2 separate regions of the Rattus norvegicus genome follow, and region 1 is linked to region 2. The links are chromatin contacts, called in public Hi-C maps. All regions are on one chromosome and are shown on one strand. Each heading gives the region's core, a stretch centred on a gene start, on an enhancer-like site or on the middle of the called end of the contact. The rest is flanking DNA. Distances are from core to core; before and after follow the strand shown.

Region 1 (4,504 bases), core at 216-2,715, 240 kb before region 2:
ACTTCAAGGTTCATGGTGTTAGAGCCTTGGGACTAGTGGGATGCAGAGCGGTTAGGAGGAAAGGCCTGGCAGGAAAATTTACATCTTATGTTATGTTGGGGTGCTCTTAAAGGAGACTGTGAAGCCCAGTCCCTTCCTCTTTCTCTCTTTTATGCCCTAGTCATAAAATGAGCAGCTTGTACTTTAAGCAAGGCACCCATTTGCTTCCTTGACACATGTCCAAAAGAAATGGAGCTAAATGACCATGGGCTGAAACCTCCAACATCATGGCCCCAAATAAACCTTTTCTCTTCATAAGTTAATTACCTTAAGTATTTGCTACAGCAGTGGAATAACACAAGGGGGTTGAGGAATTAATATCATGTGGCTATTTCCCCCTAATTAAAACATTTTCTCCTAGAAGGAGGCTTCTTAAGACTTAGGGTAAGCAAACTCTATGTCTCAGAAAGTTCCTGAAACTTACAAGATTCCTAAAGCCTCTCTCCAGTCTTATAAAAGTAGTAAGAATTCAGGAAAGAAGAGATGCACTACTAGTCACGCCACCCACGTGTCTTGCAGGGAGCTCTGGAGGTTTGTCTGCCACTTGTCATTGTCCACACTCGGGTAAAGCTTTTGATAATGTAGCTAGCTGCCTTTCAGTCATCAATGCCCCTGTCCAGAGCTCCTTCTCCATCTACCTCTATGTAACTTCAATAAATCATTGGTTTCCTAAGCCATGCTTGAGTGGAGTCATTCCTTCTGCCTATCATCTCCGTGTGGCATGAATTCCCATCTGTTCCCATCTCCCCAGGAAAAGTCACACTACAAGCATTCATGATTGAAGGGAAATTCTAGTTCTAATGCTGTGGGCAAGGGGAGCTGAAATCCAGGGGCCTACTGCTGGGCCAGAATGCACAGCATTTGTAGGGGATCCTATTGGAACTCCCCTACCACAAAAAGGCACCTTGGAAACCACCTTCACATGGGTCCTAGGTTAAGAGACTGTATCTGTATACCTCCTGCATTTAGGAGTTCTGTCTCCAGGTGAATTTTACCTGGTACTCCCCTAAAGTGAACAAACTCATTTACTGCGCGCAAGGACACTTACATATTCATAGCAACTACTCAGAGGTCTCAATGTTCAGATGCCATGCCATTGTCAAATATTCCCCTCCGAGACACCTGCTCCTTCACCTCTCACCTCCCTCCTTCCGCATCTCCTCAGCCTTCCTGCTTCCCCTCTCTGCTTATTTCAGTCAGTTCTTAGCATCTCATTTCACCTTCCTGCTCTGTAGAGAGCTATGTGTGGTTCTTACCTTCCCCCCAGTGGCATTTAAAGTGTTTCTTGGTGCAAAACATCCTATTCATTGCCATAGAAACAGGAAACTCAGTGTGGAAGAAAAAAAAGGAGGGGGGGGGAAGGAGTCTGACACTCTGCAGCTATGCAATTCTGTTATTTTGCCCAAATCCATAAATGGCAACATGCTGGGAGATACGCAGAAAGCCAACCCGTGGTTAGAACAAGTAGAGGAAGGGCTTCTTGTTCCCAGGAGACTTAGCACAGGTTTTAAAGCAGGCAAGAAGAGACTAGGGTGCAGGCAGTGGGGAGGGGGTGCTTGTCTTTCCCCAACTCCTCTCGGTGTTACTGTCTATAAAATGAAGCTATTATCACCCCCATTACCATCTCACTGGGGTCATAGGAGGGTACCCCATGTGACAGCTGGATTTCAGCCCTTTCTGGGCTCACCACACCCTTGGATAGCGTAGGCCAGTGTCATCTGTTCTTGACTGTATACACTCCCTAACATAAAACTGAGATGATGTTCACAGCCACATGACTCCTAAAGAAAAGCCAGCGAGCTTTGGCCATTCTTGATAAGAAGTATATTTTAAAAAGCCAAACTTTTACACCTCTGGGACAACCGAAGATGAGCTTTCTTTGAGCTCCTCGTCTCAAAGATGACTAACTCTTCATTCTTTAAGCGCTAACCTTGTGTCGGACCTTCGAGCATTCCAGTTCCCTGGGGAACTATCATCCCTCAACTGAGAATAGACTGGGGAGATAATGCTGAACAAAGCTCAAGCTAATGTGCTCAGACTTCCTTGGCCATGGCCTTTCTCAGAGGCATTTCAAATCCAGAAATGCTCCTCCCCACCAACCAGAAGCCCTGTTCTGACTGTCTTCCTTGTGGTGTGTGTTTGTCTATTCGGTATCCACCAGTCACAGAGGCAAAGCCAGGTTGTTGACATCTCCACATATATGCAAGGTCTGATTGCACGGACCTATGACAATCATTTACAGACCCTCCCAGCAAACCTGAGTTTCTTCTGGTCTCTTCTAACCAATTCTTTTAACCCATAATGTAATGCCCCCCTATGCTAAGCCATTCAGATTAGGAAGTAATTGACAGGAAGCAGTAGCGGTCCTATATGAAACAGCATGCCCACTTAGAAACACCGCCAGTCATCTACCTAGACACAACCCTACCTTCCCTTATCTGTTATATCAGTGATGGAATCGCCTGTCTTCTTACATACACATCACGGCTATGGGAATACTGTCCAGGGGTCATGGTCTCCTAAAGATAGGTCAGCAGCATCTTCTTCTATAAATAGGGTGACCATATGTCCTCCTGTGCTCCACAGAGCCCCAGCTTTACCCCTGTTGACCTATGTCATCACAGAGACTTAGCTCATCCCCTCTCACAGCAGTTCAAACTTTGAATATTAATCATATGGCCATCCTAATAGAAAATTTAACCACTTCTTAAATAGATAAATGTCTTTTATTTTAAAAAAAAAAACAAACCAGAGAACTAATTACAATGTAATCACTGGGCCTCACATCTTCACTTGAGAAAAGGATCGAAATGAGCATTGCAGACTTCCTAAAAATATCCGTGTTTGTCTTCCCATCACATGCAGGGACTTAAGGAGGAAAAACCAGCTGCACGAAGTGTGTACACAAAGCAGAATAGTGATGACATCGAACTTTTTTTTTTTTTTTGGTGAGAGCTGAGAATGTAGTCCATTGGCACTAAGAAGTCTTACAAGGGTAGGAAGCACAGTGGGCCCACCGATTGCTCAGCCACCGCTGTGCGTCTCAGTCTTTGATATCTGAGACACTGTCTCGTTACTCACATGCGACGCATGCCCTAAGCGATCTGAATAGTAGGGGCATTCACATCAGGACATTGTACCATCCAGGAGCTTATTCTACAAAGTAGCACATCAATAAACACGGGGAACACTATTCAGAACGTAAGCGTGGGTCATTACAGCCCCATCCGAAGAAGCGTTTATCCCAATTCTTGGGGTTATAGCTGAACTTTGAAGTAACTTGTGGGTATGCAGGAGAGCAAACTGCAAGACCTTAATGGTAGCTGAGCCAATGGACCGAGAGACTGTCGCTGCTGCTCAAATACACAAAATACACACCTGAAGAAGCTACAGCTAGACGTTAGGGGACAGTCCAACGCCAAGGACATGCAATTGCCCAATTGCTACAGACAATTTGATTTTGGATCCTGCTCGCTTGTTTATTTGTTTGTTTGTCTGTTTGTTTTGATGTGAAGAATTAATATCCTTAGGAACTGACAGTAATAAAAATTACTAAAGCTCAAATGGAGATAACGGGTTCTGGATGCTCTAAATTTCCAACATGCAACCAAACAAATTCCACTACTCCTCAGCTGAGAAATACTGGTAAATCCTGTCCTTCAACACATCACCTGCAGTTCCATGAGAGAATTTGAATCTGTAGAGGGGACGGCTCACTCGTCGCCGTTCTCCAAGAGAAGTCTGTCTGCAGTCAAGCCCTTAGAAGCCTGCGACACACAGCTGCACTGTCTGTTGACAGCGCATATGTCAACGGGAAGTCACCAGTTATGAGTGTGCCTCGGCTGGGCTTTGCTTCTCTGTACCCTCATCAGAGGCAGGGTTGTTTTGGTCTCTTACAGAGTTATAAATAAAAAAAGCAAGCTCTAAAGATTCGCTGTAGCAAAGCTGAGGCCAGAGGAGCAATCCTGCTTAATTGGTCTGACTTAGCCAATGTTCCGGGCATATGGTGTTGCTCTCCCTGGCCAGAGTGACTTCCTATAAAAAGAAACACCTAAAACTGGCCCTTGAAATTATTTTAGAGCTACGGGGTATGAGATGGAGGATACTGAAGATGCTTTTGCCCTAAATTTTCTTCCTAAAGATAAGGAACACCAGTGTTTGGAGATCTGTTCGAAGGAATCTCTCAAATGATACTCTTTTACTTCAGAAGAAAACACTGTTCGACTATAACCCCTAGGAAATAGAATTTGTTGCGTTGCTAAACTACACACAGAAGTCTCCGTTGTGTGACTTATACACCCAGATTGGGTAAAAGAGTAACATATGTGTTGGGCCTCCCGTAACACTTTAGCGCCTCATAGAACGGTCTAGGGGAATCCCAAGATGTCTCATTGGGCCCTCAGCAGGGTCCTCCACTTGCCACACACCGCCTATCATTTTACCCATCGACAAGTTTTTCCATTGT
Region 2 (4,394 bases), core at 1,748-4,247:
TGGACTACATTTTCACCATGCCAAATATTCTCTACTCATCTTTTCCTAGGTTGAAGTTTTCAAACTAAACTCTGCTAATTACTGGTACCAAGTCAAGAACTGAAAAGAAACAGAAATAGCAAACTTATTATCTGTCGTTGTGGCTGAAATAAAATCCTTAGCATGTACATACACATACAAACACACACACACACACACACACACACACACACACACACACACACACACACACCACTGCCAAAGTATAAATTCATCATTTAGGGAATAAGCATAAGGCACTCAATCTGATTTCTGAATAATGTCACAGTGCCAACAGTTCAAGCCCACACATGCACCATTATTCTCCAAGGCACGCCTGCATATATGTTGCCCTCTGTTTTGTTTCATAGTAACAAGAATATCTGTAAACACATCCCAGGGAAAAGGAGCTGATCAATCAAAAGATTCTGCTAGGTAATCTTTCAACACAGTAAACAGGACCCTCTCCTTATGTCATATGTTACCGGAAATAAATTCTTGCCGAACATACTACAGAAGTATTTTTTCTACGTCCCCTGCCCCATCTAACCAATTAAAATATAATCTTTTATTTATAATATATAGATAGTACATGTTCTAAGTATGTGCTATCATTAATATTAACTAACACCCTCCCTAACTTTCCCCAATCAATTTTCATCTATTTAATTTTAAGCAACTTTAAATACATAAATATTAGCTGCTACTCATACGGAGTCTACTAAAATGCCATCACTGAAACAAACTACAGATGCCAATAAGCAATTCTGTGTTAAGACCCACCTCTTCTCAAAGCAACAAAGTATCTCAGATAATTTTCAAGAGTCAGCCCTGTAATACATAGTATTTGTTTTCCTGTAAATGAGAACTCTACTGCCCAATTCACGCCTAGTGGTCGAAGAGATTATGACACATGAAGCACACTGTCATTCTGTGGCTACTGACAACTCCCTGCCTGCTCCAACTAAAAATGCAGTTGTAATCTGATACTATGACTCCTCAGAGCTCCACCAGAATTTTCTCTTAGCAATAAAAAAATGACTTCCACCTTATTCACATGCACGGCATTCCAGTTTTAATAAACTGCCGGCCCGCCATCCCAAAATTCAAACCGGGCATGCTCATTATACAATCCTCTTGGGTAATTCGTAACACTGTATTTTGGCGTGCTTATAGGACAAATAAGCAAGCGGGCATTCACACATCCTAGCACGTATGTATGTAACGATACATGAACATACGTAAAACAACTTGGTTTGCTCAAGGGCAAATGGGATCCTTATCACTAGAAGAAATGGGTCTAATAAAGTTCCCTGGCCTTTTGCTAGGCAGAGAGAGATCACTGAAATTTTTATTAATATCGATCTTATTAATACTTCAAGTAATTTCTAGGTTTGATCATTCACGCAAAAGAAACTGTTGAAGAGAAAAAAAAAAAAACAACAGCCCTGATGAGGGCTGAGTTGGCAAAAACAGCAACAACAACAACGACGACGACGACGACGAAAACAAGATATATACAAAAACAGCCCTCCTGTGAATTACTGAAGTCTTGCTTTGAGAGTGCAAGAAAGTACCTGTATAGTATTTTTTTAATAATTTGGAGTTATTTTTAAAATGGCAGAAAAGGAAAGAAGAAAAAAAATCAGTTCAATTTTCCTATTATAATGAAAGGACCGGAAGCAAGCCTCTCTGTGTTCATTTTAGGCCTAAATAACTGTGCAGAGCATAAGGGTTTTGCAATGTCAGTTGCACACACAGCTTCCTGTGTGAATTCTAAGCCATTACAGGTGTTCTGGGGTTTCCAGTGTAACCTATTATCAAGAGATTCCTCTGGTCCCTTCTATGCTAGCCCCTCTGCCCTCAGCCCAAGCACGTTACTGCGGGTCTCCTCCTGGCGTCTGTGTTACAGACCCTTTCTCTTCCCTGTGCCTCCGGAGGTGAGAGCGCCCACTTTCCCTAGGCGACGCAAGTCAAAAGCTTTCGCATTCAGAGGACTAGTTCCTGCAGTCCTTTGCACTTAGATGCTTTCAAGTAGGCGAGTGAGGCGAGCCACTGCAAGAAACGCTCCTTCCCCTCGGTCTCTTCCCCCCGCTAGAAGCTGCATCCCTGCAGCACAACATCCAGAGACCCTCTCCGACCTTCTAGCCTCCACACAAACTGAGCTTAGAGGGTTGGGGTCGCATTTTCTCCCGTCCTCTGCTGCACTGGGTATGTTATGTAAGAGGGACAGGACGCGGGAGGCACATGCGTATAAAGCGCACCGATCTGTGATAACAGCTGGGATGGCAAGGCTAATCTGGAGTCGTACCCCCACCAAATACGACAGACAAATCACCCCCACCATACACACACACACACACACACACACACACACACACACACACACACACACGCACGCACGCACATATAGAAGCTATGTTTTCCTGTCTTAGCCCTACCAGCACCAGACGCACAGAATGGAAAGGAGGGGGTTGGGGGTGAAGGGAGGTGAGAGGTGCGGCGGCAGCAGCACATCTGCTTTGATAGCAGCCAGCAGAGCCGCCGCGGCAGAGAGCCCCTCGTTAACCCCCTTCCTGTGGCTGCACCACGTCATGGAACATTCCCGGAACGGGCCAACGTTCCACCCACTTCAGGGAACAGACATAAAGGCGCAGACCCAGCTCCTCGCGGTGCACTGCCCAAACACACATGTTTCTTCCCGATCCCCCGACCAGAAGCACAAACAAGCATGCAATCCGCCCCCACCCGTCTCCACGCGCCGGGGGCCAGCCGGCGGCGGCTGGAACTGCTCTGCGGCCGGTGCACCCGCAAGGCGAGGGCGCCTCCGCCTGAACCTTCCATGGAGACAGTCCCCTCCTTCTTCGCTTCCTTCCTTCCTTCTCTCCTTCCTTCCTTCCTCGCTCCGGAGGAGAAAGGAGTCACCGAATTGCCCAGCGCCAGCGCCTCCGCCGCGCTCGCTCGGCCGCAGGCCGGCGGCCCGGCCCTTGCGGTCCGCTCGCCCGCTCGCCCGCTCGCCCGCCCGCGCCGCCCCCAGCCCCGCGCCGCGCCCCCTCCCCCGCTACCTGACAACGGGCCGCCGGCCGCGGCAGCCGCAGCGGTGGCCGGGCGGTGCGCGCCGGTGCACGTCCCTCATTAGTAACCAGGCACATTCCTGCCTCCAGCGCTCCCGCGCGGCCCCCTCCCCCCCCAGGACATTACGCAAAGCAGCCTCCCCTCATCTGCATAGAACCTCGGCCAGGGTATTCCCCGCATTTCCCAATGCGCCCGACCCCCCTTGCCTAGGTCTCCCCCATCCCCGCCCCCTCCGACCCTTACCCCTGGGCCACCGGGAAAGCGGCCGGGGGCGCGCGCCACGGAGGGGGCGATGGAGTTGGGAGAAGGCGATTTCAGGGTAAAGTGAAACAAGCTCGATCTCTGGTGCAGGCAGGAAAAACACGGCACCGAGGCCACTTACCGAGCCGAGAAGGGACCTAGATTCCCGCCGCTCTGCTCTGCCGGCGGCCGGTGCGCCCTCCACGCACCCCAGGGCTGCACCCAGTACCCAAGAGTCGAGGCGTGGAGGGAGGCTGCTACCCAGCCAGGAGACCTTTCAAGTTGCTCGAGCTCCGGCAAGCTTCAATGTCCAAGACTCAACTTGGCAAATACTTGTGCCACAGTCACCGAAGATGTCTTTTTTTTTTCTTTTTCCTTTTTCTTTCTCTTTTTGAGGAGACCCTCCTCCACCGGGGAGAGACAGCGCACGGCGGCGCCCCGCTCTCCAGCTCTCCACCCCCTCACCTCCAGCCCGCCTCCCGCCGGCCGCCAGCCTCCCGGCCGCGAGCCCCTCGGGCGGCTGTCAGCTCCCGGCAGTCCGGGTGACAGCGGCCGAAGGAGGGCGCGACGCGGCGGGCGGTGGGGGGGATCCTCGCAGCCGCGGCGGCCGCTCACCTGTAAAGTCACAGCAGCGCAGGAGGAGGAAGAGGAGGGAGAGGAGGAGGGGAGGAAAGCCCCCCGATGCCCTTGTTCTTGCTGCCGCGGCCGCTCCTCGCCCAGGCTGAGCGTGTCTGGTGGGGGGTGTCTGGTAGCATTTCCTTAAGGACAGAGGGAGGGCGGGCGCGGAGGGAGGGAGGAGGGAGGGAGGCGATCCCCACCGCCAGCCCAGGCTCCTCTTGCCTTTATTTATATATTTATTTATTTTCGGACACTGTTAGGAGATGGAGCCAGGGCGGGGGCCAGGGCGGCCAAGCTGGGGCTCGAGCCGCCGGGACCCGGGCCGCAGTTTGTCGGCGTGAGGGAGCCGCAGCGGCCGCCTCCCCTCCGGGCTGTGGACGCACCGGGTTATTCCTGGCAGCGCCTCCCCGAACAGAAGTTACTAGGAGGAGTGCGCGGCGAGG

Evidence for each region. Hi-C and Micro-C count contacts between places; a contact is called where the count stands out from the background.
Region 1: a contact with region 2 is called in a Hi-C map of prefrontal cortex, with 3 times the contacts expected there. The contact joins the enhancer-like site here to the promoter of Hivep2 in region 2. A contact is called at or near these places in 7 of 12 Hi-C or Micro-C datasets (the A7r5 cell line, the Rat2 cell line, Schwann cells and 4 more) and 1 of 1 datasets of contacts at active chromatin or transcription factors (oligodendrocytes).

The regions. Positions count from the first base shown.
Region 1 is chr1:10,417,957-10,422,460 of GRCr8, reverse strand. No RefSeq gene overlaps it. Among named protein-coding and RNA genes, the nearest start is that of Trnaa-agc27, 53 kb to the left of the region's middle. Within about 2 kb of position 1,465, at least 13 of the 93 cell types and tissues checked have an H3K27ac peak or open chromatin away from gene starts, as enhancers often do. A contact at or near this core is called in prefrontal cortex, where this site is marked.
Region 2 is chr1:10,178,005-10,182,398 of GRCr8, reverse strand. It overlaps Hivep2 (HIVEP zinc finger 2), which reads right to left and starts at 2,997. Exons shown (of 9, transcript NM_024137.1): 1 at 2,767-2,997.